Linked DNA regions of Sus scrofa: all the other regions are linked to region 1. A link is a contact called in public Hi-C data. All regions are on one chromosome and are shown on one strand. Each heading gives the region's core, a stretch centred on a gene start, on an enhancer-like site or on the middle of the called end of the contact. The rest is flanking DNA. Distances are from core to core; before and after follow the strand shown. Region 1 holds the start of PERP (PERP, TP53 apoptosis effector). Region 2 holds the start of HEBP2 (heme-binding protein 2). Region 3 overlaps NHSL1 (NHS-like protein 1). Region 4 has its middle 140 kb from the start of TNFAIP3.

What was found. Hi-C and Micro-C count contacts between places; a contact is called where the count stands out from the background.
Region 2: a contact with region 1 is called in a Hi-C map of alveolar macrophages, with 1.9 times the contacts expected there. The contact joins the promoter of HEBP2 here to the promoter of PERP in region 1. A contact is called at or near these places in 1 of 5 promoter capture datasets (liver) and 5 of 47 Hi-C or Micro-C datasets (alveolar macrophages, embryonic fibroblasts, epiblast stem cells and 2 more).
Region 3: a Hi-C map of embryonic fibroblasts shows a contact between it and region 1, with 3 times the contacts expected there. The contact joins the enhancer-like site here to the promoter of PERP in region 1. A contact is called at or near these places in 1 of 5 promoter capture datasets (liver) and 4 of 47 Hi-C or Micro-C datasets (embryonic fibroblasts, epiblast stem cells, fetal skeletal muscle and 1 more).
Region 4: a Hi-C map of liver shows a contact between it and region 1, with 4 times the contacts expected there. The contact joins the enhancer-like site here to the promoter of PERP in region 1. A contact is called at or near these places in 6 of 47 Hi-C or Micro-C datasets (embryonic fibroblasts, epiblast stem cells, liver and 1 more).

The regions. Positions count from the first base shown.
Region 1 is chr1:26,297,652-26,302,650 of Sscrofa11.1, forward strand. It overlaps PERP (PERP, TP53 apoptosis effector), which reads left to right and starts at 3,603. Exons shown (of 3, transcript NM_001244825.1): 1 at 3,603-3,994. The coding sequence starts at 3,781.
Region 2 is chr1:26,009,521-26,015,006 of Sscrofa11.1, forward strand. It overlaps HEBP2 (heme-binding protein 2), which reads right to left and starts at 1,861. Exons shown (of 4, transcript XM_005659178.3): 1 at 1,344-1,861; 2 at 637-778. The coding sequence starts at 1,445.
Region 3 is chr1:25,832,386-25,837,637 of Sscrofa11.1, forward strand. All of the region lies in intron 1 of NHSL1 (NHS-like protein 1), which reads left to right. Among named protein-coding and RNA genes, the nearest start is that of NHSL1, 170 kb to the left of the region's middle. Within about 2 kb of position 2,771, at least 28 of the 83 cell types and tissues checked have an H3K27ac peak or open chromatin away from gene starts, as enhancers often do. A contact at or near this core is called in embryonic fibroblasts, liver and subcutaneous adipose tissue, where this site is marked.
Region 4 is chr1:26,625,105-26,630,485 of Sscrofa11.1, forward strand. No RefSeq gene overlaps it. Among named protein-coding and RNA genes, the nearest start is that of TNFAIP3, 140 kb to the left of the region's middle. Within about 2 kb of position 1,782, at least 16 of the 83 cell types and tissues checked have an H3K27ac peak or open chromatin away from gene starts, as enhancers often do. A contact at or near this core is called in embryonic fibroblasts, liver and omental adipose tissue, where this site is marked.

The sequences.
Region 1 (4,999 bases), core at 2,353-4,852:
ACTGCTTAGGGTGGAGTGTGCACTCAGGGGGAGGCGGTCCTGAAAAGCTATCTAACTTCTCTGTGCCCCAGTGTTCTCATGGGCATGAAGGTGATAGGGTACACTCATAAGGCAGATGGAGAACACTTACTGGCACATAGCAAACTGCCAGCATATGGGAGTTAGCTGTTACTATTATCATTACTATGACTTTTCTTGGACAGGAGGATAAACCAAGTAAAACTTTTTACTTTATTTACTTTTAAATTTTATTTTATTTTTTCCTTTTTCAGCTGCAACCACTACATCTGAAGTTCCCAGGTCAGGTACTAGATCTGAGCCAGAGTTGCGACCTACCCCACAGCTGCGGCAATGCCAGATCTTTAACCCACTGCACCAGTCTGGGCTTCTAACCAGCACCTCCACGGAGACAAGATCATTAACCCATGCACCAAGTGGGAACTCCATAAAACTTATTTTAAAATGATACATTTATATATTTTTGTCTGTCATAGTCGTTGCTTTTATAACCCTAAACCCCCCAAATTTATAAAAATAAAAACTTTTTTTCAGGTACAATTTATTTTGGTGCATGTTCTGCAATCCATCTGTTATCCAGTAGGGGGAACTATTTAACCATCTACTATCCATATAATCCATCATTTCATCTGCAAGGCTAGAATGAATGCATTGTCAAAGATAATTTCATGATTTATGTTTAATATTCGTAGAATTTACTCCTCATGAACAGGAAAAGTCCCACTTTCAATCTTATTAAAGTGGAAAACGTATGTGAAAACCTTCCTCATCCTCGATGACGCTTTTTTTGTGGCTTTATCTCTGCAGGCATTATCCTGAGCATTTTACGTGCATTAGCCCTTAATACTCATTACAACATAGTGGGGCGAGCACTATCCATTTTATAGATGAGGAAAGTGAGGCATAAAGAAGTTAAGGGGCCCAAGGTCACCCGGCCAGTGTGAAAGATGTGAAGCAGAGCTATCTGGTTCCATTGGTGGGGAATCATGTGCGAGGAACTCAGCCAAGGTTGGTTTGGGTCTCTTCCAGAAATTCTGAAGAGCTACTTTCTTTGCTTTTACTTCAGCATTAATGAGCTCTCTTCCTCAACTCTACTGAAACAAGAGAAAGAAGTTATATCTACTCCTAAATTATTCAGAGATAGTGACACCCCTGAAACTCTCAATTTGTCTGAAACCGTTTTGCCCAAGATCAGCACTTTAATTTGTAAGAATTTGATTTTTCCTCTCAAATATTATACAGCTAATTAAATATTTTTCACTACTTTTGAAAACCTCGAGAGTATTTTCTTTACACAGTCTACACCATGTGCAGTTAACTCTCAGCAGACTACTCTCTTGTGCTATTTTGAAAGTGAAAATATTTGCCCTTAATAGAAATATGCAAATTTGGTTTATGTAAAATGAAAGCTGGGGAAATTACTTCTAGTGGCTTCAGACCCAAAATAGTATTCTGTTTCTGTTAAGAATACCAAACTGAAATACAGGGGACTAAATTTTAAACACTGCTAAGTATTTCCCACTTCTTTCCTTTTTTTTTTTTAAGGCCGCACCCGCTGCATGTGGAAGTTCCCAGGCTAGGGGTCAAATCTGAGCTGTAGCTGCTGGCCTACACCACAGCCACAGCAACGACAGATCCTTAACCCACTGAGCAGGCCAGGGATTGAATGGCATCCTCATGGTTCCCAGTCGGGTTTGTTTATCATTGAGCCATGAAGGGAATTCCTCCCACGTCTTTCCTATTAAATTAACGGGAAAAGGAAGAGATACATTTGAGAAACACAAATCAAACCCACAAAGAAATATTTCCTCATACCTGTCAGAAGGGCTATCATCAAAAAGACCACAAATAACAAATGTTGGCAAGGATGTGGAGAAAAGGGAACCTTCCTACACTGTTGGTGAGAATGTAGATTGGTGTAGCCACTATAGAAAACGGTTTGGATGTTCCTTTCAAAAAACTTAAGATAGAACTATCATATGATCCAGCAATTCCACTCCTAGGACTATATCCAAGGAAAATGAAAACATAATTTGAAAAGAAACATGCACCCAATATTCATAGCAGCATAATTAACAATAGTCAAGATGTGGAAACAATAGACGAATGGATAAAGAAGATGCGATATATATATATATATCGATATATATATGTATCTATATATCACACAATATATATACCAATGGCAATGGATTTTGCCATTTGTAACAACTTGGATGAACTTGCAGGTTATCATGCTTAGCAAAATAAGGCAGAGAAATATTATATACTATAACATATGTGAAATTAACATAAATAAATAAATAAATATAACAAAACAGAAACAGACTCACTGACATAGAGAACAAACTAGGGGTTACCTACCACTAAGGAGAGGGAAGCAGGGAGGGGCAAGACAGGGATACATACTCCCTGCAAGGAGTTAAGAGGCACAAACTTCTATGTGTCAAATAAATAAGCTACATACATTGCACAGCACAGGGAATATTGCCAATGTTTTATAATAACTTTTAATGGAGTAACAGCTATAAAAGTATTGAATCACTAAAACTAATATTTTAAATCTGCAATAAAAAAAAAAGAAAGAAAAAGTGAGTGATTCAGAGTAAATCCTTGGAGGTACAAGGTAAGATATGACCCTCACTGAATGTTCTTTATGATTCTCCCAAGGCCGTGGTGCAGACACTGAGAACTTGTTTCTTCCTCAGTGCCACTCCCGGCTGCCACCCCACCCACCCTGCCACACCTGAGGATTCATGGCAGTGACAACAGCAGGGCCAGGACACTGCAAGCGGGACTTTAGGTGCGGGCTGCATGCTAACATATGGTTTTTATTTGGAGAAACCTCAAAGTAGTAAATGAAAAAGGCAGATGAAGTGGGCTTAAATAGGTAGAGATCTGTGGTAGGGACTGCCGCAGACAGGACGTGAATTTATCTGGGGAAGAAGCACTTCCAAGATCAAAATGACCGTTTGTTAATTTCAGCGTGTTCACGCATAAAGTGCTTATTGCGTCCTCCTTAAGACCCAGACACGGTGCTAGGCAGCAGGAATATGCTGATAAATAAAACATGGTCTTTCTGTCAAAGGGCTGGCAACACAGTAGGGAAGGCGGGGATGTAAACAGTTACGAGTCTGAAGCAGCCAAGGTACAAGGTACAAAGGTGGAGCCCAGCAGGAAGTGCCCACCTCTGCCGGGGAGGGTCAGGGACCCGCTCCCGGGTTCGGTACACGCATCCAAAAGGAGTGCGGCAATGACCCAGGTGCAATTTGAATACCCATCTCAAAGGGCTCGAAACTTAAATACAGTACAGTTGAAAATCAGACCATGATTCCACTTTTGGGATTAAGTGTTTAGCTGATATGGCTCAGATTAAAATGTGTACACGTTGAAGCGCTGAGAAGAAAAGCGTTGGGTGGGAAAAGGACACAAGTAAGGGGAAAACGAGGCTGTGCGGCCGCTGGCCTTAGCTCCCCGCAGCTCCAGGGCAGGGTTAACTCACCCACCCGGTGTAACCCGAGCCCGGCCCCGCCTCCCCCGCGCGCGCCTGGGCCGGCCGGGCAGGTCGGGGCGGCGCGCTCTGAGTCACCGGAATCTAGGTGGGGCCGGCGCCGCGCCCCCGCGGCCAGCCGGGAGTCGCGTCCTCCCGGAGCCGCCTCCCCGCGGCTTCTTCCCTTTTGTCGCGCTCCCCGCGCTCCGGGGCCACTCTCTGCCTGCATCCGAGCCACGCGCGTTCCTCTCCTCCGCGCCACCACCGTCGAGATGCTGCGCTGCGGCCTGGCCTGCGAGCGCTGCAGGTGGATCCTGCCCCTGCTGCTGCTCAGCGCCATTGCCTTCGACATTATCGCGCTGGCCGGCCGCGGCTGGCTGCAGTCAAGCGACCATGTCCAGACGTCCTCGCTGTGGTGGAAGTGTTCTCAGGAGGGCGGCGGCAGCGGGTCCTACGAGGAAGGCTGCCAGAGTCTCATGGATTACGGTGAGTGCCGCCGCCTCCGGGAAGTCCTCCTGGCTGCCGCTGGGGAAGCGCCAGCGCCTTAGGAGTGCGCGGCCTGCGAAAGCCGCCCCAGGAGAAGGGACTAAACAGAGTCGGGTTCATGGCCGATTCGACAGAAATCTCTTTAGAGTTTAGGTTCATCATCCGACCCGAACAAAATAAAGCCTTGAGTGATCAAGGCTCGACACTGGAAGAAAACAGCCCTTGTTCAAACTATGTTTTTTTCGTAGGATTTGTGGGTACAGAGGAAAAAAAAAAAGATTTCAGCCATTTGAAAAGAGTTTGAGTAGACGTAATGAACAAAGTATACTTTTCTTGGAGATCTACTGAAATTTCTTCCCATTCAGCCTCCTCTGGTTCTTTTTTCATCATTAAAATTTAAGTATTCAAAACGCGTACCTTCCCTAATATTGCTATAATATTCGTTTAACTTGAACTAAGAGAAAGCTGCTCGTCCTTTGAAAAAGCCTTTTCGGTTAAAGTTTTAGCAGTGATAATTTCAGCAGTTATGCAGTGTTTAACGCCTCAGGGTAGTTCTCATTAGGGAGTGTCTTTTTGGTTGAAACCCGGCCTTGCTGTTTAGAAAACTTTATTGTAATCTGATTTGAAAATCTAAAAAGCAAACGTAGCTTCTACGCCAGCGAAATGAAGCAGAGTTGATAAATTTGATCTGTTGCAGAGTGTTATTTTTCCAGCGTGGAGGAAGCCTCAGTGCCTAAGTTGTTAGTAGAAGTGGCTGGAGAGGAGCTTGCTCTGGTCTGTGGCCACCTCCTGCTCCCTGGGGGTTGGGAAGAACAGCTGGGGGGTCCATAGTGATTCGCGACGTGTGGGGGTGGGGGTGGGGTTGGGGCGGGGGGTAGTTTAAGGAAGAGCCGTAATCGGAAGCTTGAAGCCCCCTACTGCTGAATGGGGCCTTACCACCTGAGTTTAACAGTGTTGAACCGACAAAGAAGGGGACCTTGCTTTCTTCCTTTCTCTGCTAGGACC
Region 2 (5,486 bases), core at 611-3,110, 290 kb before region 1:
TTTTTTAATCGGAGTTTCTTGATTTACTTTATTCTGTTGCCACAAATACTTTTAAGATAATTTTCATCTTAAAAAAAAAAAAAAGGCCAAAATGACAACTACCCACTGGCCACACTGAACACTTTCTGTACTATTAATATTTTTCATTAATAAATTCCATAGTCTTAGGGATAGAAGGGAAAATGAGAGATCACTTAGACCAGATCATTATTTTTACAATTCAGAAACTGAGGACCCATTCACTAAGTGACCTGTTAAAATATAAACAGCCTCAGAACCAGACCAGAAGATGTATCTTGAGACTCTGAGTCTTGTGTTCCTATACCTTCCTACCTCCTGATGTCTCTTACCCTACCAGTCACCAAATCATCTCAAAGCATTAGCATGCAAAGGCCTTAAGTTGAGTTACACAGAGGCCCAGTTGAGCCAGCAGAATCAAGGACAAGGAGAACAGGGGCAGAAAAGCACTGCTGAGTACTGCTCTCCTCTAGAGGCTGCTAAGAGTCCTTGTCTTCAACCATTAAGTGATGATCTGGTTATTTTTCCATTCTAAAAGATACTTCTTTAATAAACGAAAACTCAATGAGCCAGAGGACCGAACCACAATATAGTATATATAATTACAAGGTAAATTGCCTTCACCCTTCTCGTTTTTGCCTTGAATGTAGCTATTCAGCCGGGTAAAGCCAGTCTGGATGGCTGAATCCCAGTCCGTAGACTCCACTGAAGTGCTGACCCACTTGGCCGGTCCATAGTGGCGGATCTCATAACTTCCGGGCTAAGATGGAACAGGAAAAAGTTGCGGAAGCCAGTCTAAGAAGGTACAGCGTGAGATGCAACAGTACAGGTGCCTTAATCCCGGGTCCACCTGGGACGGCCCGCCCAGGGGCTGTGCCCCTGGGGTCCCGCCTGAGGTTCTGGCTTCTTAGCTCCGGGCACGGCCCCTCCCCCGCACTCCCCAGTTGGAGATACAGGAGGCCTCGCCCCACCTGCAGGGGAGCGGGGAGTCGGCTCAGCTCAGGTTAAAACAGGCCGCTGTTCTGCCATCTCCGACCAGAGGTCCCACCGCGGGTTCTGGGACAAGATCGATTTTTGTTTGTTTGTTTGTTTGTTTAAACCTCAAAGAAAAGAAATTGAATTGTAGCCAGTACCTAGGTCATGGCTCACCGACGCATTTTCCCGTTTGTGCAGGGATGGGACTCATATCATTCTAAAAACTATAGTTTTTACTTAAATAACTCTACGGGACCTTCCGGCCTCATCGCAAATCAGCCAGAGGACGGCCGCGCGCTCTCCTCCCCGCGGTCCGGCCGGCATCCTCCGCGCTCCGCGACGGAGCCTACCTGGGGGCCAGTGTCCTCCGGGGCCTCCCAGCCCGGCGTCTCCACTGCCGGGGCCTCCGAGCACTCGGCTGTCCTGGGGTCCGGATCCAGCACTTCGGCCATGGGCGGCGCCGACACTCCAGGAGAAGAGCCTGGTGAGCTGCGCCGGGACAGAGGCCGCGCCTGGGCCACTCCGGGCCGCCCCGCCTGCGTGTCCCCCAGTCCCCGCCCTGCAGAGGCGCGGCCCCCCTCCCCGCAGTGCGGGATCCCCGTGTCCGTGGGACACTGCCAGGCCTGGGCCGGGAGGGGGCGCTGCGACCGCGATCCCGACCCCGGGCAGCTCCAGCTGGCCACTCTGGTATGCGTTCCCTCTGAGACAGGATGGTAGGATCCGTCTTGCCCGGCTTTCTTTGGGGGTCCTTCCCGCCCCGCACTTGTTTTAAAAAGGCGTCCACTGTGGGAGCCGGGGGCGGAGGCGGACAAAGCAGCTGGTTGATGGGGTTTCTGGTGTAACCGGTCCAGGAACCTCTCCCGCAACCCCACCCGCGCGGGGAGCCGGTTCTGCTGCCGGGTCCACTCCTTGGGAGGCATGTGATCGAGGCCCATCCTCATGAGTGACCTCAGCGAAGTTGGCAGGAAGTGGGGCTGGGGTGGGAGTACACTTCTTCAGACTCTGACCTTGGCTGTCCCAGTCTGCACCCCTGTGTGTGGAGGGCTCCCTGCGAGGGTTGGATCCCGGGATCCAGCCAGGGGCGAGTGACCCCACTCGCACCTAGACAGCTGCTTCGGTCCCCAACAGCCGTCAGGGATCCTAGGGGAAAGAAGTGGGTGGGGCCACAGTCACACTTGGAGAAAATTTTCAACTATCCTGGTTTCTTGTCCTTTCCCACCTCCCCACCCTGAAATGCCCTCCAAACCCCTGAGTCATCCTGCCAGACCTACCAGGTGAGGAAGGTGGGGAGGGAGAGAGAGAAGAAGAGAGGGAACAGGAAGAGGTGGCCAGTGATGGTAAAAGTTTTTGTAAGACAATTATTGAAAAACATTCATATGTCATGTAATTCACTCATACACGGTATACCATTCAATGGTTTTTAGTGTATATTCATAGTTGTGCAACCATCAGTACAATGAATTTTAGGACACCATCATCATCCCTCCAACCCCTCCCCCCCCAGAAACCCTATTGAAACCCCTTTAGCCATCACTCTTCAATTCTCCATCCCCCAGTCCTAGGCAACTGGCTAATCTGCTCTTTGTTCCTATTTTCAACCTTCCCTATAAATGGGATCATACAGTGGCTGACTACACTGGGGCTGCTATAACAAAAAATCTTCAGACCGGGTAGCTTATAAGCAACAGAAGTTTATTTCTCACGGTTCTGGAAGCTGGAAGTCTGAGATGAGGGTGCCAACAAGAGGGCAGATGAGGGCCCTCTTCCTGCTACCCTCATATGGAAGGGGCAAGGGAGCTTTTCTCTGGTCTCTCTCTCTCTTTTTTTTTTTTGCAGCACAGGGAAGTTCCCTGGGCCAGGGATTGAATCTGAGTCACGGCTATGACCTATGCCACAGCTGCAGCAATGCCAGATCCTTAACCCACTGCACACAGCAGAAACTCCGCTCTGGTCTCTTTTATAAGGGCACACATCCACTCATGAGCTGTCCACCCTCATGACCTAATCGCTTCCAAAGGCCCTGCTTCCTAATGGCATCACACTAGGTTTCAGGATTTCAACATATGAATTTGGTGGCACACAAACATGCAGACCATAGCAAATGGAATGCTTTATGGCAAAACGTTTTCAAGGTTCATTCACGTAGCATGAGTAGGTACTTTATTCCTTTTAATGGCTGAAAAATATTCAGTTAGAGAAACATTTTATTGATTCATTCATCATTTGGTGGACATTTGGATTATTTCAAACTTTTGACTACTGTAAACAGCAATGCTGCTATACACATTCTTGTACAGGTTTTTGTGCAGACATATGTTTTCATTTCTCTTGGGTAAATACCTAGGCATGGAATTGCTGGGTCAAATGCAAACTCCATGTTTCATTTTCTGAGTAATTGCCAGGCTTCTTTTTTTTTTTTAATTTTTGAGTTATTTTATTTTATTTTTATTTTTTTTGCCATGCTTGTGGCATGTGGAAGTTCCTGGGCCAGGGATCAAATCTGCACCACAGCAGTGGTGACCCAAACCACTCAGTGACAATGCCAGATCCCTAATGGACTGTGCCACAAAAGAACTCCCAACCCAGACTGTTTTTTAAAGTGGCTGCACAATTTTAGGTTTTCACTAGTGGGGTATGAGCATTCTGTTTCTCCACGTTCTTCCCAACACTTATTATCTGGCTTTTTTATTATAGCTACTCCAGTGGGTGTGACTAATGCTTTAAAAAGTTTTTGTTTTGATGTGTAATCACATAAGATAAACGTCCATTTTAAAGTACAACTCATTGCTTTTTTAGTATACTCCCTAAATGAATATTTATACAACCATCATCACCATCTAATTCTGGAGCATTCCATCAGTCCACAAAGAAGCCTTGTACAATTTAGCAGTAACTTCCAACCTCCCAGCCCCTGGCAATCACTAATTCACTTTCTGTCTCTATGGATTTGCCAATTCTGGACATTTCATTTAAATGGAGTTATATGTGACTTTGGTGACTGGCTTATTTTATTTCCAGGCATCCTCCATATTATAGCATGTATCATTACTTCATTCCTTTTCATTGCCAAAGAATATCCTGTTGAATGGACCTAGGGCTTTTATTTTTTAATTTTTTTTGGTCTTTTCTGGGGCCACACCAGCAGCATATGGAGGTTCCCAGGGTAGGGGTCGAATTGGAACTACAGCTGCTGGCCTACACCACAGCCACAGCAACTCGGGATCCGAGCCACATCTGCGACCTGCACCACAGCTCACAGCAATGCCAGATCCTTAACCCACTGGGCAAGGCCAGGGATCGAACCTGCAACCTCATGGTTCCTAGTTGGATTCCTTAACCATTGATTCCTTAACCATTGAGCCAACGGGAACTCCAGACTTAGAACTTTTTTCTTTTTTTTCTTTTCTTCTTCTTCTTTTTTTTTTTTTTTTTTTTTTGTTGTTGTTGTTGTTGCTATTTCTTGGGCCACTCCCGCGGCATATGGAGGTTCCCAGGCTAGGGGTTGAATCGGAGCTGTAGCCACCAGCCTGTGCCAGAGCCACAGCAACGCGGGATCCGAGCTGCGTCTGCAACCTATACCACAGCTCACGGCAACGCCGGATCGTTAACCCACTGAACAAGGGCAGGGATCGAACCCGCAACCTCATGGTTCCTAGTCGGGTTCGTTAACCACTGCGCCACGACGGGAACTCCCAGACTTAGAACTTTTAAAGCAATTGATGTCTTCTCTTTTCCTTTCCCTTCCAGGACCAAACAGGTGTGCAGTGGCCTGCAGATACTTGACATTTTCTAATGTTTATAGCAAATCTATTACCGTGCTGAGCTAAATTTGAATTATTTAGTGAAGGCTAAATAATAAATTCTGACTTTGTAAAAATAGCCTGTTTATTTTAACTTATGTAACAGATGTGATCCCTTGCTTAGGTAACTTTGCCAAGTTGAGAATATAATTTTACTTCACAGAAGGTTTTTTTTTTTTTTAAGGGGAAAAGGAAGTTATTTACATTATGGCTTAAGAAATCTGTTTTTCTTTTCATCTGTAGTGTACCTTTTGTAGTTATCAATGCCTTTTGAGGGGAGGAGCATTTTATTTGTAGTAAAAGTGAAGCTAAATTTGGAGACATTCATTTTATAGGATGTGGAACATACAATTAATGAAGATAACAGCAGGTGACTAAGCTGAATCATCTATATTTACAGGGTGCTAATTAATCATATAAAAGAACAGAAGGCAGGAAAGAAAAGGATTTATTTCAAACTAATAGAATATCAAAACAAACTCAATGAAATTCAGAAACCTCAAGATTTACACTCATGGCAAAATAATTTTCTTAAGAATTTTTTTCCTTCTATTAGCTCATATTTAACAAGCATTTATGTGACATTTTGAAGATATTTTGTTTAAGCTTTACATATATGTGATGGTGCAGCGTGGCCTCCAAGATGCTTCCAAGTTCACCCCCACAGAGGAAGAATGTGAGAGACTCCTGCAG
Region 3 (5,252 bases), core at 1,521-4,020, 470 kb before region 1:
ATAACTGGAATCTAATATACAGCACAAATGAACATTTCCACAGAAAAGAAAATCATGGACTTGGAGAATAGACTTGTGGCCACCTGGGGGGAGAGGGAGGGAGTGGAAGGGATTGGGAGCTTGGGGTTATCGGATACAACTTGGAATGGATTTATAATGAGATCCTGCTGTAGCATTGAAAACTATGTCTAGATACTTATATTGCAACAGAACAAAGGGTGGAAAAGAAAATGTATACATGTAAGTATATCTTGGCCCCCATGCTGTACAGTGGAAAAATAAATTAATTTAAAAAAAACCTTGTTAATTCGATGTATTATTTCATTTCCATTTAAAGCAGGAAAAGTAGGAGATAAAGGTCTACATAGAAGATTTTAGGTACTCAATCAATGATTCACTAGCTCAATAAAAAACAAACACTGTTTTGTTTATCTAGAGTTGGAAAACTAATAGGGAATCTTAATGTAATTGTTACATTAGATTTTTCACATTATTAGAAATGATGTCCATTTTCCCTTGGCTTTGGATTTCAAATCTGTATTGCTCTTCGTTATCTTATTTTTAACCCAAGATGACCTGGTGGAAAGCCTAATAGATAACCTTCTATTTAAGTGTTAACTTTGTCAAATTGGTACAAGGCTTATGCTGCACAAGAGAACCGTGTTACATTTTATTGGTTTATTTTGAACTTGTAGTTGGAAGATAACATGCATACAGGGGAGTGCATATGCTTAGCTGCCTTTTAACCTGCAGATGTCTTCTGCTTGTTGAACAGTTTCATGGAGAGTTGGTTTGTCCTTCTTTTTGTACTTTAATGGATCATAATGTTTATTTCTGGGCCGTCTTAAATGAAGCTGCCACTAAAGGAAGCAAGAGGGCCAATGTTAATACTAAAAGAACATGAAAAAGGAATGTCATTACCTAGGACCTGCTGAAAGTATGACATGTTAGGTTTTTGTGTTGTACTTGATATTGGGAGGGCTTAATTTTTTTTTTTTTTTTTCTTTTTATGGCCATACCTATGGCGTATGGAAGTTCCTGGGCTAGGGGTTGAACAGAACTGCAGTTGTCGGCCTACTCCACAGCCACAGCCATGTCAGATCCGAGCCACATATGCCACATATGGTGCAGCTTGTGGCAACCCCAGATCCTAAACCCACTGGGCGAGGCCAGGGATCAAACCTGAGTCCTCAGGGACATTGTGTCAGGTTCTCAACCCTCTGAGCCACAATCGGAACTCCAGGTCTTAACTTTTGATTGCAAGGTAGGAATCCTGTGCACTTGAAACTTTCCTTGAGAGATGTCTTTGGATTGAGCTTAACTCATGCAAGGTAGGAGTAATTTGCTGCTGCTGCCACCTCTGGAAACTGTTTTAAAGGGTTATCTCATTTCACTGAAGCTCTGAGAGTCTGTCCGTGGATGTCTGTCTCCCCTGCCCCCACCTCCATTGGATCTAGATGGGAAATGGGTGTAAACCTGAAAATGTACACAACCTTATTAAAGCAGCTTTGCTAAATTAATTGCAGCAGAGTCTTTGGGGTGTCCTTTTGTGGTGCTGCAGATTGTTTCAAGAACCTTGGATATTTTGCCAAGTGTATCACCTCAATAATCTAAAACGTTAACAAGTGAAACACTGTTCTGTGTCTTCACTGGCTTTGAGGTATGTCATGATAGTTTAGCAATCCACTTAGCCATCAAACTCCTGCTTTGAGTTGTCCACACAATCCTTTTAGTCTGTTTTTAGATTTATTAAGTGCTTCTCATGTATTTGATGAAAATGCTTTCGTTTAAGAAATTGTTTCCACATGACCCCAGAGGCCTCCCGTTGTAGTTTAACAGTAGTTGAGATGTAGTATTGTTTGTCTGGAACTGCAAAGTAGAGTCAATGCTGGCATATTGGGGCACTCTAGGCTTAGAGCTGGGGGGCCCTCGGCGTGGTAATTTAATCTGTTCGTTGTATAGTTTTGATGCCCAGAGAGTTTCAACAACTTATCCAGGCTGATGACTCCACTGGTCAGGCAGCATAGATAGATTCTGACTCCTAGGTCCTTTTCTCTTGCCTACGTTAGACTGACCCTGGAATACCTGAAGATGTTGAGATCTTTGCCAGAGAATTGGCTTTGCATGAGAGCTGCAAAGGAAGAGGTACTATGTTTGGTTTAATCTTTCAAAGAGAAGTTTATGGCCTTTTTAAAATTTTTTTTTTCTTCTTAGGGTTGTAAAGAAGGCAGTGTTAAAGAGAGAAGAGAGCCGGAAATGCCGTCTTGCTATTAAAAATGAGGAGAAAGATGGGCTATCTTGGCACTACCTTTGTCAGTTACACATTCTGCAGCAGGTGCATATCAAAGATGGAGCGGCAGCCCGGAGCCTTGGCAGCCTCTGGACCCCTCATTTTCTTTTATGTCATGTCTATCAGGACTCATGGTTTTTGTTTCCTAACTATTTCTCAACTCTCTTTGTGCTGGACTATTTCTACCCATTGAATGTGTGTATCAACCTTTTCTGCTGATTAAGGAAGTTCTGCAAGGAAACATTCTTTTTATATTCGTTTCCAGGATCCCCTATTATATTAAAGTTAGTTGGTCCTTTAAAATACAGAATGATAGACAGATACCTTTAATTTTAACTTGCTTGCCCCTTCTTAGGTCTATTCCCTTTTCTTTCATACTCTGCTTAGAGACTCCGTGTGTTAGGTAGGCTGAGTGAACATGCTTTTGGAAGAAAACTGGTTTTCACAGTCACTTTCTGTCTCATGTCAGTGATGGAGCCACTTATGAAGCTCCCTCTAGAGGTGGATTTGCTGTGCTGTGTAGCACACAGTAGTCTTGGCTTTAGCTTAGCGAACACTCCTGGTACTGACTTTCTCAGGTGGTCTCCAAAGGTTCAAGACATGTGATGAAATGAGTCCCCAGTTAGGGTCGTGTCTTGGGTGGGCTGTGTGGGGAGCAGGGACTTCACTCATGTGAACCAGCCACAGCCTTCTGCTCCTGGATGGCTTTGTTTTAAGCACCTACTCCTCTCAAAGTAACACCTGTTTATTTCTTTGTGAAAATAGCCCAGAAAAGAAAAAAGGCCACCTGTGAATGCCGTCGATTTGTAAACTTGGGGACTGATGAAAATCTTGCTATGAAGCCCTTCACTTATTAATGTCAGTGTGCTCAGTGTTCGGTCCATGCACCATCAGTCCTTTGCCTATCGACTTCAACTTTGTAGGAAGCAGAACAGTGGTTTTCGGCTCCGGCTGCTGCTCTTTGGGAATCATGTTGGATTCTGTAGACCTGGCATTGAGCCCGTACATCTGTAGAGTTAAAAGCTCCCTAGGTGATTCTGATGTACAGCCATGGTGAAAGCCCATTGAAACAGACTTGAGCAGGCACATCAAAGAGTTCAGGGAAAGTGCACGGCCACTTGGAGTCAGGCCGCAGGAACAGGTAACGAGGCTGTTTTCACTGAGAGCCAGAGGGCCGTTTCGATTTTGGAAGCCCAAAGGAACTGGCCACGCTGGGGGCCAGGAGAAATTAAGCTCTCAGGGATTTAGCTCTGTATGGGCTCCTCCTCCCCATTCCCCTCTGACTTGACAGACTTTGACCTTCTCCTGAAATAGCTGTGAATCAGAGTCTATGCCACTGAAGAAGAAGAATATATGGTGCTATTAGAAAAGCCCTTTCTCCACTCTGTTGCTGGAAAGGAAGAACCAGGGCAGGGTGTTTTCTCAAATTTTAATCCCTACTGCCCCCCTTCAGATAATAAAAATGATCAAATAAACTGAAATCCCCTCTTACCCCATCCTTGGAAATGTACTTCGTTCATTAGCATATCAAAGGCTGGGAAAATCCTGTGGTTCTCTCTCACATACACATACATCTCGAAACTTTGAGTTGAGCAAACTTACTTGCATAGGAAGAGGCTTTATGCTTCTGTACCTACAACTGAGCATTTCTTTCCTTAACAGCAGTTTGGGAAAGACTGGCCAAGTCACTTTTTGATTCAGTAATTTTCTGAGGGTTAATTTCTGACAGCTGAACCTCTTTTTAAACTCCTCTTTGAAGTTGGACTGAATTAACAAATGGAAGGCTTGGCAAAGCAGTTTACTAATTCATAACTATATCCCTCTGCTTTCTTTGTGTTGCTAAGTACTATAATCTTTGACCTGAAAGGAAGAATACTGCTAACAAGTAAATATTTAAAAGGCCCCATGAAGTATAATGTTATAATGTGCATGAGTTTGTGCCTGGGGAGCCTGTCTGCTGGATGAAAGCAGTGACTCACTTTTCATCTCCTAAATAGGCTGTTGTTTTACAGTAGGTTGAAAGGAAGTATTTTAAGTGCCAAGAGTTAGATTTCTTTTTCTTTTTAGATTTAGTTGGCCATTGGCTTCACCGATTTGAAGGTGGCGTGTGAGTCAAAACTGCTGAGTGTGCCGGTCCTCTCTGTACGAGTTACGGTGAATGAATGAACTCTGTGCTCCTAAAGGCCACTTGGAACAGCGTGTGGAAACGGAAACATGACTCACTGACAGGCTTGGAGAGTATCAAGGGGGATTCACTAACTTCAGAGCCAGACCCGAGGCGTGGTGAAGCAGGGAGAACCCAGAGGGAATAGGAAACCAGGGTTCTGGTCCCAGCAGTGCCCAGTTGACTGCTTCGAATGACAGTGGCCAGATCACCAGACCTCTCTACTTTCTTTCTGTCCATAATGGGAAGTGTAAATTATTTGTTGCTAGGATCATTTCCAGCTTCCAGACTTAATGAGTCTGAATTCTACGGATTTTCTGGTTTGTGTGGAAGTGGGTGTGGATGTTTTTAATGGTTTTCAGATGGGACTCATCAAGGCTCCATGAAACAAACCTTTATTTTTAAAATGTGAAGTGAATTGCTGTGACAGCGTATGACTAGGGAGTTCATGACAGAAAATGAGGAAGCGAATAAACTTTGATTTACAAGGCTGCGGGCAGCTGGTTTCCTGAGGCTGTGGCATTTGGCACATAGAATGATGCATATGTGATACTCTCAGATAAAGGTTCATTATTATCTACAGACAAAAGCTTTGATCTGTCAGGATTTCTTTTAAAAAGCTGTAAAATAGCCCCTAGCTACCCTGTTCAATGTGCCTCACCATGTTTTAAAAATATATTTAGAACACCCTACTGAAATATATCCACAGACATTTTCATTAAGAAATAGCATCCTGCATACCTGACACCCTCCAAGTTCTTGCTACATGTTTTTTTTGCGTAGTCACTATTGTATAAA
Region 4 (5,381 bases), core at 532-3,031, 330 kb after region 1:
AAGTGGACACCAGAATTGGGGCATCCAGGTGAGGGAGCACTAGAGCCTAACTTCAGGCAGGGGCAATTGGGAGATCCAGGAAGGGATGAATTCAAGAGAGATGGGGGGGGGGGTGCGAGCAGAAACAGTAGGAGGTGAGAAACCAGGGAGTAAGGTGTCTCCTGTGACTGTCTGGTTTCTGGCTGAGGTGTACAGGAATCTGGGGGAGGAATGGGATTTCTTATCATCTTATCTGATCCTAACATTCCTCAGCATCATAAAACAACCCCCTCATTTTAGGGATACAGGCAAGGAGGCTGCGAGAGAGCAGATGTGTTGCCCCAAACCTCATAAATCAGCAGCTGGCAGAGCTGGTATTAGAACTTAAACCCTATGATGTTTTGGCTACTGTCTCCAGCCCCCACTCTGCTGCTTAGCGCACTCCTTGGGCAATGAGGAGGAATACAGGGACCTCAGAGCATCCCTGCTAGCTCTCTGAATATAGCTGCACCTCATATATGACCCCAGAGTCCTTCACTTCCTTTCTCACTAACCACAAAGAGTGCAGATTTGCTGTGCTGTCTGTTGCTGGTCCCTGGACGGGAAAGGGAGCGATATTTGTTTGGAGCTTGGGAGAGAGAACGTTCATTGGTGAAAATGAAAGTACATTTTTCTCCAAAAGCCTGAGATCATTCTAATTTTTCTGCAGAAATACTTGTCTTGCATGGCAATCAGTGTTTCCTTTCCAGTAAACAACTGCCCTTGACCATGATGCCTTTACAACCTGCCTGCCCATCCCATCTCCTTCCAGCTTTCTTGCTGACCACAGTTGCTAACCCTAGGAGTCATGGATCAAGCAGCATGGAAGCCACCGGAGCCTTCTTTCCAGCCTGGCAGGTGTGCAGCAGCTGGTGAGGAGAGCAACACTCTCTTTTTCCAAAATAGACCTGGAAGCTGAAACTCAAACCCATCTCTTACTCCCCCCGTCATTTCCCAAGCCCCCTCTTTGCCCTTCTCTCCACTCTCTTTTGTCTTGAATCTCTTAAAGTGGCCCCTAAGTCCAGGTGATTCTTAAAACTGTTAACCTCTTTTGAGGGCACCTGTTCACACAGCTGGGCCTTTCCCTTGGTCTCAGTTTCTGAATTCTTATCTAAGCCCCCCAAGTAGACTTATTTTTCTAGCTCTTCCCTCATTCCCTGCTGGGCAAGACAGTCCTCAAGTTAACCAGTTAGCATAATGGTTACCAGGTAGTTCAAGCGGAATTTTGAACTCTGCTAGACCCAGAAAAGAGGCTCAAAAACAAAAACAAAAACAAACAAACAAAAAAAGCAGGTCTTGGAGTTTTCATGATGGTGCAGTGGAAATGAATCTGACTAGGAACCATGAGGTTGCAGGTTTGATCCCTGGCTTCACTCAGTGGGTTAAGGATCTGGCATTGCCAGGAACTGTGGTGTAGGTTGCAGACGTGGCTCCGATCCTGTTGTTGTGGCTATGGCTGTGGCTGTGGTGTAGGCCAGCAGCTGTACCTCAGATTTGACCCCCTAGCCTGGGAACCTCCATATGCAGCAGGTGTGGCCCTAACGAGAAAAAAAAAAAAAAAAAAAAAAAAAAAGGAGGTCTTTTTTTTTTTTTTTTTCCTACTGCCTGGACTCCCAGCTTTGCCCATTCTGAAATGCTTGGAGGTTTGCTTTACCCACCATTTGGGACATTTTCAAGTTGCGGCTGGGGGTGGCTTTCACCATCAGGGAGTGAGTCAAGTGTGACAGGCTGATTCTGAGGACAGGTGGACTCTGACCCAGAACCTGACTCACTCCAGGGGGAGGGCAGTCCTAATACCAGTCCTCGGCCTCCACCCCCGCCACAGCCACGCTCAGCTCTGATTTGACAGTCACGACTTCCTGACTCTCAAGGGACGGCAATCAGAGCCTTGCCAAATGTCTGGGGAGCTGGATGTTATTTTTACATAGAATTGCTGCAGGCCCTCATGACCATTAGCCCTTCCAGTCTCATGGAGCCTGGCTCAGCCTTGCCACCTAAGCAGATCTGGAGTGCCTCCAACCTTCATCCAGTTGATGGAGTTGGCGCTCTCCGATGGTACTACCTTATTTTGAGTCCAAATCCATGATTTACTCTCTATTGGTGGTTTCCTGAGAAGTGTCACCCTGAGAATTGGGGGAGGGTACAGAAAATGTCAGCAATCACCCCTTCATCATCAGATGACTTGTTGTGAACTAACATGTCTGGCCAGAAAATAGTTTAGAGGTTAAAACTGTCCCTTGGCCCACTTTTTTTTGCAATTCTTTTACAACTTAAAACCAATGATATTATTAGACTTCACTTTCCTACTGCTTAATCCCTTGCTTAGATCTGAAGCTTTCAATTATTCATTTCACCCTGTGTCTCCAGTTTGGGCATCCGAGAGTTGTCACCCTGCCCATGATACTCCCTCTGCGGTCCCTGGTGGAAGGTCATGGTGAGGCCCTACAGCCTAGGCTGAGCCCCACTCCATTGGCTTCCAGGGCTCTGCTTGTCCTGGTGTGTTTGTTTGCCATCTGCTGGGCTGTGTATTCCATGAGGTCAGAGCCTGAGGCTGCCATGTCTACTGCTCTGTCCCCAGCGCTGACTCAGGGCCTGGCACACAGGGATGCAGAATAAATATTTATTGAGAGAAGGCCTTGAGAATGATTATCGGCTGCCTAAGGGTGTTCTTGATTCTTTTCTACAACAAATGATTCTCAAAGGTCAGGAATGAGAGGTTGAAAACTGGACAAAACCTGACTAAATCAAGACACAGCATAATCTCCCATGGTGCCTGTTCACCTGTGGTTAAGATTCTGCTCAAATATCAGGTCTTTGGCACAGCATCTTTCTGCTCTTAAAACAAAACTAGAGAACGCTTTGCAGTGATAAGGAAGAGTGAAAAAAAAAAAAAAAAAAGCCAGGGGAAAAGAGAGTTTAGAAGGAAAAGTCTACATATCCTCTTCCCTATGGAAATAAAGATAATAGCAAAAATAAGAGGACTAAATTGCATTAAGCACTTTCTATGTGTCAGGTACTGTCATTTATAATTGTTGAAGTAATCCGCACTAGAAGCCTAGGAGGCAGATATTATTATCATCAGGACTATTTGTGGAGGAAAAGATGGGAACTTAGAAGAACTGAAGTAACTTGCCTAAAGATGGAGAAATTGAAATTCTACTCTGGGGTCTGTCTAAATCCAGAGCTTGACGACCTGTTCTATCACTGTGTTTTTTGTCCTTTGCTAGTTTGAATATTTAAGGGCAATATTTTTGTTTAACTTGTAGCCCCTGGCCCAAGGTCATGCATGCCATGCAGGGGCAATAAATATTTGTTGATTATAAAACAGAGATAGTCAAAAGGCTCCAGGCTAGGGTTATTTTACTTAAAAGCAGTGCATATGCAGGAGTGGAAATCCCACAGCCAACGGAGGGAAAGTAGAGTTTCCCTAAATAGTCTTATAGGCTACAAAGGACAGAAGGTATCATTAAAGATGTCTGGAATTCACAGCATTGAGTTAAAGGGTATTTTGAAGAGGTTAGTTTATAAGCAACGATGAATCCTAGGAAACATCTAGAAGGATCCCGGAGGTCTTTTGCTCTGACTTGTTCTTTTTGCAATGATTAAACTAAAGAGGCTGGCTGGGGTGAACCTTACCCTGGTGCAGGAGTATATGGTCTTCATAAGCAAAGCAAACACGAGATGCAGATACTGTAGATGTATGCGGTGCTTGCACTGCAATCCCCAGGCTGCTTCTTAGAGAACCTGCTTCTACCGGGTGCGGCTGTCAAATCGACTTCCACACATACTGTCACATGGCCGGTCTCCTCCACCAGCCTCCTCTAGAACTTTCCTATGGCGTACCTAGTTCCTTCTCAGAATGCTATCTCATTTTCTGACAGTTAAAGAAAACTGAAGAAAGTGAAAGCTTAGATGGGAAAGAGAGTAAGCACTTTTAGAATTATTATGCTTACTCCAGTGCAGCCCAGAGTTAGCCTTTTTTAGATATCTTTAAACCCCTGCTGCCTAGAACTGCATCTTGTGACTGGTTGATAATTACTATTATTTATCATTTGGGGGCATGCATTAATGAATATCCACCAAATACTTCTTAGAGGATTCTGTGGTGTCAGAATCATCCCCACCAATCAGAATAAGAGAATTTGGTGTATCTCCTGACATTTGTGGTTGGTTAGATAGTGGAGAACCTGATGAATGTCTCACAAATGAGAAAAACCGTCTCAAGGGGAGGGTGTGATAACTTTCCAAAAACACTCAGTATCAACAACTTCTTGCTAAAAGGTGTTTTAGGTAGTCTTAGGTTAAGGGAAGATGAATGAATGGTCCTCCAGGTACACCTGGATAACCCCATAGCATCTCAGATTGAAGAGACCCCCAAACCATCATATGTGCCCAAAGAAGCTCTTGCTCCATATCTTCATTTTCCTGTTAACTGTGGCTTTGTTCCCTAATCCCCAGGCTTTAAGTGAAGCTGTCAGAACTTTCCTTGAATTCTTTCAGTTACTAAAACCTAATGATTTTTTCCCCCCTCCTGTTACTCCTTGCTTCTTTTCCATTCCTATGGTCCATGGCTCTGAGCCACGCTGTGGTATTTTCAGCCTCTAACATTTCATTGATGGTCTTACCTGCCTTCTTACCTAAATTTCTTTCCATAAGCTGTTAGGGACTGAACTGTGTCCCCTGCAAATTCATGTGTTGAAGCCCTGACTCCCAAGGTGACTACATCTGGAAATAGGGATTTAAGGGAGATAATTAAGGTTAAATAAGGTCCTAAGGGTAAAACTCTAATCTAATAAGAAAGGGAAGAAATATCAGAGACCTCCCTCTCTCTCCCCCCTCCCCCAAGCTTTCTCTTTCTTCCTCTCTCCTTCTCTCTCTCTCTCCCTGCTTGAGCACAGAGAAAAGGACATGTGAGGACACAGTGAAAAGGGAGGTGGCTCTGTCTACAAGCCAGGAAAAGAAGCCTTACCTGGAACTGAATTTTCCAATACCTCAATCTTGGATCTTTACAGTCTCCAGAAATGTGAGGCAATAAATCTCTGTCCTATGGTATTTTGTTACAGCAACTGAGCAGGCTAATACAACAGGACATTTTGCAAGTGTTATCTGAATTATATAAACAATATAATAAAACAACATAAAGCATATGAAGCAGTATAAAACATACAATGCCTGATCCCATGCTCTACAATCCTTCAAGTGTCCTCACTGACTTTTTTTTAATGATTTCTTTGATTACAGTTTGTGTTCTGTCAATTTCTACTGTACAGCAAAGTTACCCAGTCACACACACACACACACACACACACATATATATATATATACATTCTTTTTCTCACATCATCCTCCATCATGTTCCATCA